Regions from separate parts of the Mus musculus genome. Here regions 2 and 3 are each linked to region 1. Evidence: chromatin contacts called from public Hi-C data. All regions are on one chromosome and are shown on one strand. Each heading gives the region's core, a stretch centred on a gene start, on an enhancer-like site or on the middle of the called end of the contact. The rest is flanking DNA. Distances are from core to core; before and after follow the strand shown.

Region 1 (3,251 bases), core at 154-2,653:
TTTTAGTGACATCAGTAGACAACATCTTTAGTTAATTCTAAGTGACAAAAAGAGAAAATAATATTCTCTTCTTATTAAAAAAAAAAAGAAAACCAAAAAAAAAAAAAAAACAAACCAAAAACAACAACAACAAAAAAAACCCCCTCAGTTAGCCTCATTTGGCTTCCCAGGCTGGAATGATATGTATAGACCACCAAGCTGGCTTTTACTCGGGTGATGGGTATTAAACATGGGTCCTTGTGCTTGCAAGGCAAGTGCTTTACCAACTGAGCCACCTCCCCTTCTTAAGCCAGTGGCTCTCTTGACTCTATTTGAAACTCGCCTGACATAGGAGTGTTTGGTAGAGCACCAGGGGCTCCAAATGCAACAAACGGGCCTTGAGGAAGCCTCTGCAACCCTGGAGATGCCATATCAACACAAACACCAGTCTCACACCCTCGAGCACAAAAAGAGAGCCCTATGACACAGACTCCTACGTCGAGACACGCCTGCTTCCTTCCCTGGTGTCTACTCCTGTTGCATGCAAATCACTCCTCCCCTTTAAGAGAGCCATTTAGAAGTGTCAAGAAGTGTTAAGTGTGGTTGGGTAGACATATGATGGTTTTGTTGGCAAAAGTATTGGAAGAGCTAGATCCCTTGTTGGATGCATGCTGTCAGACAATGCCAGCAACTCGTGGTGGCTGTGGGACCCTGGTATGACCTAAGGGGTACACAACGCCTCTTAGTTCTTATGTGTCAGAAAAAAGTCTGTGACCTGAGGCTCTGGCATAAATATATAGCTAAAAAAAAAAAAAACCAAACCAAAACCAACAAACAAACAAACAAACAAACAGACCAAAAAAACTAACCATTTTGCATCTTTGACCGAAGATACAAACGAATAGGTGCTCTGGGCTTCTTTCTCAGCTACCCCATGTCCCTTACTTGACTGTCTTCAGGTGTTCCCCTGGCAGGACCAAGCCATTAATTATGGCACTGGAGCTTCGGGTGACTGAGTATATAATTTTGAGCTGTTAAGTGACGTTCCATAGAGAGTTCACCGTGAGCTAGAAACAATGTGTCCCTGGAGAATATGGCCGCAGCCTCTGAAGTACGAGGCACAGCCCGTGTGGCTGCCGGTTGTCAGCATTGAGTGTCTGAGTTAGAATTCTGCCTGTGTTCCTGGCCAGGCATCTGGGCAGTCGGCTGATCACAGCCCTGTGGCTATAGGGGAGTCTGTGGTCTTCAACCAAACAGGGCACAGGTGTGGCCTATGCATCCTTGAGCAAGCCTTGGAGATAAGTTAATATTGCAACTGGTCCAGTGAAGGGGCTATGGGCTTTACGTTTCCCACGGAGAGGGTGGAGCTGAAGGCAAGGCAGTGGGATCCATCAGCCCAAGGCAAAGGGAGGAGGCAAGCCTCTAGCTCATGTGTGACAGAGGAGAGATTTAGGGGCCAGCGGCCCTGTTCACAAGGTCACCCAGCTCTGCTTCCCTTAGATCCTACCGAGTGGCAGGGTCCTATAAATAGCTGCCAGGGTGACATTGTCAGAGGCAACGTGCTCCTCAGAAACTCCGTGAAGGACAGCTGAGAGCCCTGGAAGACATGTTTACATTCTGGGCAGGAATGAAATGTTCGCTATGGAAAAATAAAGATTTTTATGCACTTGTACAGATTATCCTATAAATAAAGTTTACATCTACCTTCGGGGGGTCCAGCCCCCCAGCTCCGTTGGCACCCCATCTGCCTGTTGCTTATTAACTGTGCTGGGAACAGCTGCTGCTCCCCTGAAATATCGCTCTTGTCAGTCCTGGCCCTGTCGCAGGGCGCAGGCTCCTTACTGAGGAATGATGGCTGCCCATTAGTGCGCTGCTAAGAATCTAATGCGGGCTCCGCGGCCTCCCTGAAGTGTTTCTCGGAAATTAGATTTCAGGAGAACAAAATCGCAAAGGGCTTGGAGGCTGCAGGGGGCGGGGATCCCTCTTTGTTTCTCATTTGCCCGGTAATTAATTTCTTCCCGGGTGCAATTTGAAGCAAGAGATTGTGTTCATTAATTTATCGTCCACCTGCTCCTAGGATTGTTTTGATCGCTTTTCAACAGGAGACTCTGAGTCCAGAAGGGAAGCTTAATGCTGTCCCGAGAGCTGGCAACAAAGTGCGAGGAACTGTGCTTTAACCACGACTTCATCACACAAACACAAAGGACAATGGTTGGGCAGCATAATCAGTCCCCAGGGACTCCGTTGGGGCGCCCACCTCTGCTGGTGTCTCTTGTCTGCCTCCTCTATTGCTAAGGTGGCTGGCTCGTGAGTCTCCTATGCCTGGAATGTGTCTGGGGTGGCTGGAGAAATGCACTCACAGACATATAGCAAATCGAATTATCTGAAGCAAATGCAGAGGGCTTGAACCGCTCCCCCCATCCGTGAAGCCCCACTGGCACCTCCTTTTCAATCGTTTGTTATTTTTTTATTTAGGCACAGGAATTGCAGCTTGGTAGTGTTCAGAAAATTATATTTAACCCTCATTTAGATTCAATCTGAATCAATTTAATGAAACGTGAATAGCTCTTTGGGTTTACTGAAGGAAAGGAGAGAAATCTAAACCAGGAAGAGACGCACCTGCTGGATTTCTGGGCCAAGTGCATGTCACACTAGGCTCCCACTTGAGGACAGCACCATTTTCCTTCACTGTGCAGATGAAGAACATTTCAAACCCCAGGAAAGCAGGGCTGGGCTCAGGAGACCCGGGCATCCTGCTGTTTGGTTCTTTGTTTTATAGGAATCCGAAGGCCAGGCACAGTGCCAGTCTTGGAGACTCCACGGCAAGCAGATGCTATCTTCCTCTCCTGCAGACTCCGGTCCAGTGGGGTAGGCTGACCTTGACCGAGTTATCACAACAGATATGGAGTTACAAATGTGAGCCAGAGGAAGCTCTCCTCGGGAAGATGAGAGGGCTTTACTGAGGAAACCCAGACAGATGGACAGCAGGAACTGGAGGTGGGAGGCAGGAATACCCTTCAGGTACAAGTGACAGGCCCTGGGGCGAGCTAAGGAGACTGTGACATCCAGGCCAATGCTGAGACTGAACATGGATGAGCAGGCCATTAAAGCCTGAAGAGAGCTGTGTGTGGAGGCTCAGCCTACACTCTCCACCTGGTGCTGTGGAGTCTTTGCCAGAGAAGATGCTCAGACATGGGCTTAAGCCAATAGAAGGTCTTGATTAGCCAGCCGGCAACTACACTGGGTGTTCAGGATCTCAGTGTGACACCAAG
Region 2 (3,214 bases), core at 524-3,023, 150 kb after region 1:
AGCATGGACATCTTAAATACTGCACTGCTCAGCCCTGGCAGAAAGCAAGCATGGACATCTTAAATACTGTACTGCTCAGCCCTGGCAGAAAGCAAGCAGATAGAAACCGTCAGTCACACGGGGCTATGGTCTTCTCTGTGGGGCACACTTACACAGAGAAGCAGCACGGTCCCTTGAGCTCGCTGGCCTCTGCACCTGCCCTCCCAGGGCTGGTCCACAGCCAAAATCGCCAGACTTTTAAAGATCAAGCCACGGAGGATGGGAAGGGAGCCAAAGCCAAGGGAGCCCCTGGGACCTCCTTTTCTGTCCCCTCAGGAAAATCTCTGGGGCAGTAAGCACTATTCTCCCGAATGAAAATGTAGGCCAGAGTCCTAATCCCCAGGGCCTCAGGATGGGGCTATATTTGGTGACAGGGTCTTTGCAGAAGTCTAGTTACAATGAGGTCATTAAGGTGGCCCTAAGCCAGTGTGACTGGTGTCCTTATAAAAGGGAGACCATGGGCACAGAGACAAACTCACAGAGGAGGCCATGGGAGGATATGGGGAATAGGCCACCTGCAGGCTTAAGGGGAGGAGCCCGGGCAGTCCTCTCAGCCCCAGGGGAGCCAGCCCTGTGGCCCGTAGGCCTCCCATGCCCAGAGCTATGAAACATAAACACCTTCCCAGACTGGGGTCCTTTCAGGGCATCCTCAGATTCAAGCGATATCTTCTAGGTTATAAATTAACTTCAAGACATGAATGTAGACTATACCTTCTCAGTGTGAGGACCTGCAGCCTTTGCTGGTTAGACTGTTGTCTGGGGTTTTGTTTCTAGCACAAAGACCCTCTGGGCAGGCTGAAGTTCTGTCGCTTTGAGTGCAGGCCCTGGGGAGGGAGCATGCTTCTCTCTGTAGTGTAGACATCACTGGGCTTTTGCTGAGGTTCTGCTGGGAAGTTGGGTTTTGCCCACCTCTGGTGCCATCAGATTCCTTCTCTGAGTCGGGGGCCTTGGTTTCTGCTGCAACCCGTAGGAAACAGGCCTCTGAGGTCATGGTCTCTCACTCCAGGGGCCACTACAGGTGACCTGTGCAAAAACTGAAAGTCAGAATATAATCCAATAGGCAGCTTTTTCAGGATGACTTAGTTCAGAGGTTAAGATAGATAAAGTCTCAATTATCCACGTGCTTAAAAAAGACTGGTACTTGGGGGTTTGTGGATAGGTCTCCCTTGCCCAAAATGTTATATGTATGTTGTTTAGCTGCACAGAGTCTCCTCTGTGGGACTGTTAGAACTCTCCCAGTTATGGGCAGAGCATGGCTCTGTGAGGCCCGCAGTTTTCTATGAAAGCGGATTTATAACCCCAGATCAGGTTCCGAAGAAACAGCACCCGAGGGATGGGCTACGGGCCTCGCAGAACATTCTAGTCCATCATGGGGCCTGAGGAGATGGCTTGGTTGGTAAAGTACCTGCTATGCAGGCATGAGAAGCTGGGCTCCCAGAACCGGTATGAACAGGCTGGGTGTACTGGCACATGCTTGTACTCCTTCTCATTGCTGTGGTCTGTGGGCCGCTGCACAAGCTCTAAGTCACCAAGAGACCCTGTCTCTGAGAACAAGGTGGGAAGACCATGAGGTTGGCCTCTGGCTTACACACACACACACACACACACACGCAGGCACACATGCACACACATGCACACACATGTACACACACTGAGAAAGCTATGCCAGAGTGTAGACAAAGGTTCATTAGAACAAGGACTCCCTTTGTATGGAAGCCCTGTGCTGGATGAGAGGACACCATCTGCTGGTTGCCTGGAGCAGCCTGCAGCTGTGTGACAGTGACTGACACTGGAGGCAGCTGGCTATGGACTTGAAATGTACGGAGACCTAACCCCTTTTGGGTAGTGTGTGTGTGTGTGTGTGTGTGTGTGTGTGTGTATGCAGCAGCAGCCTTGGGAGTATCTGCTTCCTTGCCCATATTGGGCAGCTCCCAGTGGTTATAGGGTGAGGCCTGCGTCCAGGTCATACTCATGTCAGGCTGGGAACCAGCACCAGCAGCCCCACCTGCTGTTTTTCTAGGAAGCCCTTTGTTTGCAGCTGCCTACAGGTAAAGGCAGATAAAGGCCCTCAGCCCGTGGGCAAGGTAGATTGTCACACAGGTGTGAACTGAAGGATGGGGAGGGCCAGCCTTGGGCTTCAGGCTTAGGAGACCATGCTGTTTTCTTTGGTTATCTGTGAGCCACAGGGCAGGCAGGCCTGTGGGCTGGCCAGGGGCTCCTCTGTGTGTGGGGGCTGAGTGGATGAAACAGGGCATCCTCTGACCTCACTTGACCTGAGCAGGGCACTAAGGCCCCACACGGGGGCTGTTGCCCTGAGCTGTCACCCGAGAGTTGCTCTTCTCTGGTGACCTTGGCTTCTCATTTCTGAGGCCGAAATGCTCAGTGCTTCCTGGAGCTCACTAGAAGCATCAGGAAAAGGCAGGAATCCGGAGTTCAGTGAGCCCAAGGCCGATGAGAATTTCCCTGCTTACTTCAGGTCTCTCTTTAGCTCTTGCTTCGCCTTCTTCCTGCCGTCTGAAGAAGCCCTTCAGGATGTAATCTGGTTAGATTGAGATCCACCAGACTTTCCTAATGGGGGGAGGAGGAAGCCACTCTGCTTCTTGATTGGTCCCTGAGGGCCACATCCAGGGTATGGGGTACTGTGATTTCAGGATGCCACTGTATCCAGTGTCTATGTGGTTCCCACTAGGTAGACTGTTATGTGATGTGATGAGCTTATGATCACATGTGGAGTGTGGCCAAACGTATCAGTCATTCTGAAGAGAAACAGTGAGGTCACCTACCTACCTACAAGCAGGCAGCCTCCCTCTCCTCCAGAACAGCAACGCACTGGAGGGGGCATAGCCAGCTTGCCTGGCTCTTGGTAGGATCCTCATGCCTGCCTCTGGAAAGGGCATAACCTTCCTTGACATGGGGGAGGCTGAGTGGATGTCTCTGGAAGCCAGTGGTCACCCACCAGGTGCCCGGTGTGTCCCAGGACCACCACTACCATCCTGATGGGTCTCCCTCACCTCTGTGCCACAGGAAGGAGTGTTCCTCTTAGTGTTGGGTTTCTACTTGATATTACTGCCACGTGGTCTATTTTAGACATAGTACCCGGAGGTTGTCGAAGTCTTAAGTGATGCCCACTAGCCTTTATCTGCATTTGGTAGCAAGGCAGCTAGCTCTGGGAAGG
Region 3 (3,554 bases), core at 838-3,337, 190 kb after region 1:
ATTGACTTTCTTTCCTTGCTGCTATGAAAGTGCTTCCTTGGGGGCAATGTAGCAAATGAAAGGAAACAGGATGAGACGCTCTGCCCGCCACCATAGCACACGTAGCAACAGCAAGTCACAAAATACCGAGCAGCCAAGAGCTGTTAGAAGTCCACTCTCTGCCCTTTACTGGTCTCAGGCAGCCGCTAGGTGAGGAGACTGAGCTTCAGGGGGTCTTCAGTAACATCCGGAATCACACAGGAGGCAGGGTCACCACTCTCTAACACACTCTCCTGTGTCCTCCCCTGTCCCTGCCATGTGTTCCCCAGCTTGGCCAGCTGAGGAGAGTGCGGGCCAATGCGATGGGTTCCTGTGATTCTCTTCTCATCAGAAGGAATGTAAAGATTAGTCTCGTATATCCAGGGCCAGCCTGATGGGAGCACAGGGGTGGGTTACTGAGTGATGCTCTAGTCTCCGTGGTCCAAAGCTTGCTTTCCCGTCAACCTGCAAGCATGCAGGTGGGGCGGGGCTCTGTCATGCCCTTGGAGAGTGCTTCTGAGCTCTGCTCATCCTGTTGCTGGCCCTTCAGCTAACAAGCGTTCTCTAAGTAACTCAAGAGCCACACTCGCTCTCTCTCATGAGCAGTCAGCCTGAGGCAGCACTGAGCAGGAAGGTCAGAGGAGGTCGGAGGCCTCGTGTTGGTGCTCACACAGTGGCTCTGTGGAAGGTAGCCATGGTCGGTACAATAACAGAGTTGAGTTCAGAAATGGAAAGTGCAGTCAGCTGCTGTGAGGTGATGAAACCCCTTCCTCTCACACCAGTTGTACCCAGAAACCGTCCCTGGCTTTGTAGTGTGGACACTTGAGCCTGAGCTATGCTGGTGCAGCTCACGAGAGGGCAACAGGCATATCGTGGTTGCGCTTAGTTCTGTGACACTGAGATCTCCCCTTGGAGCCACTGCACAGCCCTGGTCTGTGACAGGGAGAAGAGGCAGCAGAAGTGTCTAGTCAGCTGTCCCCTCTCATGCCGCCACCCTGCACAACCTTGGGACAGTGGTGTCTGTTGGGAAGGCCTGTTGGGATGGCAGCTCTTGCTTCACTGGGGTCGTAACTTACAAGTATCTTTCCTTCCTTTGTCCCCCTCAGGACAGGACCCGAGTTGTATCCCCCATTATCGATGTCATTAACATGGATAATTTCCAGTATGTGGGCGCCTCTGCTGACCTCAAGGGTGGTAGGTGTCAGCCTTGATTGGTCCACCTGCTGGCTGGTCCTCTGACCATTGCTGTCCCATGATCAGCTGTGACAGTGATAGTGGAGCTCACACTGTGATGTGGGCTCTGGCTGGTTCCTAACAGAAAGGACTGGCCATGCGTCCCTGGCAACCCCACCCCCCACTGTGTCTCACTCGTGCGCGCGCGCGCACACACACACACACACACACACTCACTCTCTCTCTCTCTCTCTCTCTCTCTCTCTCTCTCTCCCCTCTCCCCTCTCCTCTCTCTCTCCCCACTTTCCCCTCTCTCTCTCCCCACTCTCCCCCCTCCTTCCCCTTTCCCCTCCTCTCCTCTCTCTCCCCTCTCCCCCCTCCCTCCCCTTTCCCCTCCTCTCCTCTCTCTCCCCTCTCCCCCCTCCCTCCCCTTTCCCCTCCTCTCCTCTCTCTCCCCTCTCCCCCCTCCCTCCCCTTTCCCCTCCTCTCCCCTCTCCCCCCTCCCTCCCCTTTCCCCTCCTCTCCCCTCTCTCCCCTCTCTCCCCTCTCCCCTCTCTCCTCTCTCCCCTCTCTCCCCTCTCTCCCCTCTCCCCTCTCTCCCCTCTCTCCCCTCTCTCCCCTCTTTCTCCCCTCTCTCCTCCTCCCCTCTCTCTTTCTCCCTCCCGGAGCTGCTATAACTAAAGCTAGGAGAATCTGCAGTTGCCCCTGGGATTGGAGCAGAGGAGCCTCTACCCACTGGTGGGCTGGCCTGAAAGGCTCCAAAGCTGAGACCAGCAAGAGGCGGGGCCTGAGACACCCCCAAAGAGCCAAGGACTGGCTGACTGGGCCTGGAACCTGTCTCTGTGTCCTCTGCCAGGGCCAGGCTTCCTCTTGTAGCCTACATGCCCAGCCAGCCTGCCAGTTTGCTGCCCTGGAGTCCTGCCATCCTGCCACTGGCCCATCACTGCCCACCCACCAGGCAGCAGTCCTACCTTTGTGTTCAAGTCTGGATGCTGGCCCTCCCTTCCCAGCCGCCCAGCCACAGCCTGCTTCACCAGTGGGTGGCCTTTGTGTGAATGGACCAGTATCTTGTAGGACCACACAGCCTACAAATGTCACCTTCTGGTACCGCTCTAGGGACCCAAGAGAAATTTGTTCAAGCTTCTCCTTTGCCTCTTGGGAATTGCAGAGGCTCCAGTACTTCTCTGGTGGGAGGGAGACTGCAGTAGACATAACTGAGGGGTCACTGCTACACACAACGTGGAGCAGGTTATACTGTTCCTGATCTAGCCCCTAACTCACAAATAGCAAGGGGTAGGGTGGCCTAAGGAGCTAAGCTGGCCAGGAACACAAGCTCCTCCTGCCTTAGCATCTCATGAGCGCTGCTAGGATTACAGGCCTGCACTGTGAAACACAGCATGTCAGATTGTGGGAGCAGTTTTAAAGTTAGTCCTGGTCTAGGCCTGAAGAACCATGGGTCCCACAGAGACACTATGTGCTGCGCTGTGGTTCTGTGAGCCAACTGTGATTCATCCAGCTCTGACTCACCCCCCCAGGTCCACAGGCCTGTGTGCACAGAGCAGCCCTGTCCCCAGGTTCCCAGGCCTGTGTGCACAGCCCTTGTAGGTGCAATGGCATCACACAAACACCAGTCCTCGTGTTTCACATTTGTTCTCACATTTGAAGATTAGAAAACCCCAGCCAGGCATGGTGGCACATGTGTGCAATCCCAGAACTCAGGGGGCTGAGGCAGGAGGATTGCTACAAGTTCAAAACCAACCTGGGCTATATAGCTATACCCTACATTAAAAAAGTAAAAAAGTTTAGAGGGGCAAGAAAGCTGGTTCACAGGGCCAGAGTGCAGTCCCTAACACTCAGGTGACCTGTAACCCCAGCTCCAAGGGCTCCAGCCCTCTCTTCTGACTCCACGGGCACCAGCACCCATGTGCACATAACTGCACACAGACATACCTGTAGTTTGGAGTTTTTAGAGGAAAACTCAGAGCCCTGTTTGCTTTGGAGAGCTGGGAAGATTTCACTGTCCTTCACACCACCAGCTACCAAGTTCTCCTCCCCCGTCCCCTCCTCCCTCCCCCTCGTTCTTTTCTTCTCCCCATTGTGGTTGTTTGGTTGGTTGGCAGTGAGTTCCATCCACATGAGCTCATTGTCAACTACTCGGGTGGGAAAGCCAGGAGTGAGCGACCGACCGTCTCTTCTTCTCATTGCCGCCGTTCTTTTCTGGGCTGGCAGGTTTTGACTGGAACTTGGTGTTCAAGTGGGATTACATGACACCAGAGCAGAGGCGATCCCGGCAGGGGAACCCAGTTGCCCCTATAAAGTAAGTGCGGCCTTTGCAGGAAGCCCTCCTAGGAGAGCCCAGACTC

Evidence for each region. Hi-C and Micro-C count contacts between places; a contact is called where the count stands out from the background.
Region 2: a contact with region 1 is called in a Hi-C map of the N1E-115 cell line, with 3 times the contacts expected there. The contact joins two enhancer-like sites. A contact is called at or near these places in 4 of 484 Hi-C or Micro-C datasets (the N1E-115 cell line, cortical neurons and liver), 4 of 115 datasets of contacts at active chromatin or transcription factors (T-cell acute lymphoblastic leukemia, embryonic stem cells and large pre-B cells) and 2 of 9 other capture datasets (adipose tissue and embryonic stem cells).
Region 3: a Hi-C map of cerebellum shows a contact between it and region 1, with 1.7 times the contacts expected there. The contact joins two enhancer-like sites. A contact is called at or near these places in 2 of 39 promoter capture datasets (liver and pre-B cells), 4 of 15 datasets of contacts at CTCF or cohesin (the NIH/3T3 cell line, embryonic stem cells, large pre-B cells and 1 more), 19 of 484 Hi-C or Micro-C datasets (CD4 T cells, CD8 T cells, bone marrow-derived macrophages and 11 more), 7 of 115 datasets of contacts at active chromatin or transcription factors (Th17 cells, cardiomyocytes, double positive thymocytes and 4 more) and 1 of 9 other capture datasets (embryonic stem cells).

Annotation. Positions count from the first base shown.
Region 1 is chr8:124,139,123-124,142,373 of GRCm38.p6, forward strand. It overlaps Gm30081 (a long non-coding RNA gene), which reads right to left. Exons shown (of 6, transcript XR_879345.1): 5 at 849-2,857; 6 at 1-37. Among named protein-coding and RNA genes, the nearest start is that of Gm30081, 12 kb to the right of the region's middle. Within about 2 kb of position 1,404, at least 21 of the 459 cell types and tissues checked have an H3K27ac peak or open chromatin away from gene starts, as enhancers often do. A contact at or near this core is called in the N1E-115 cell line and cerebellum, where this site is marked.
Region 2 is chr8:124,284,913-124,288,126 of GRCm38.p6, forward strand. The region is part of intron 1 of Galnt2 (polypeptide N-acetylgalactosaminyltransferase 2); the gene reads left to right. Among named protein-coding and RNA genes, the nearest start is that of Galnt2, 55 kb to the left of the region's middle. Within about 2 kb of position 1,774, at least 73 of the 459 cell types and tissues checked have an H3K27ac peak or open chromatin away from gene starts, as enhancers often do. A contact at or near this core is called in the N1E-115 cell line, where this site is marked.
Region 3 is chr8:124,328,589-124,332,142 of GRCm38.p6, forward strand. Galnt2 (polypeptide N-acetylgalactosaminyltransferase 2) reads left to right here. Exons shown (of 16, transcript NM_139272.2): 8 at 1,125-1,212; 9 at 3,421-3,508. Among named protein-coding and RNA genes, the nearest start is that of Galnt2, 99 kb to the left of the region's middle. Within about 2 kb of position 2,088, at least 82 of the 459 cell types and tissues checked have an H3K27ac peak or open chromatin away from gene starts, as enhancers often do. A contact at or near this core is called in cerebellum, where this site is marked.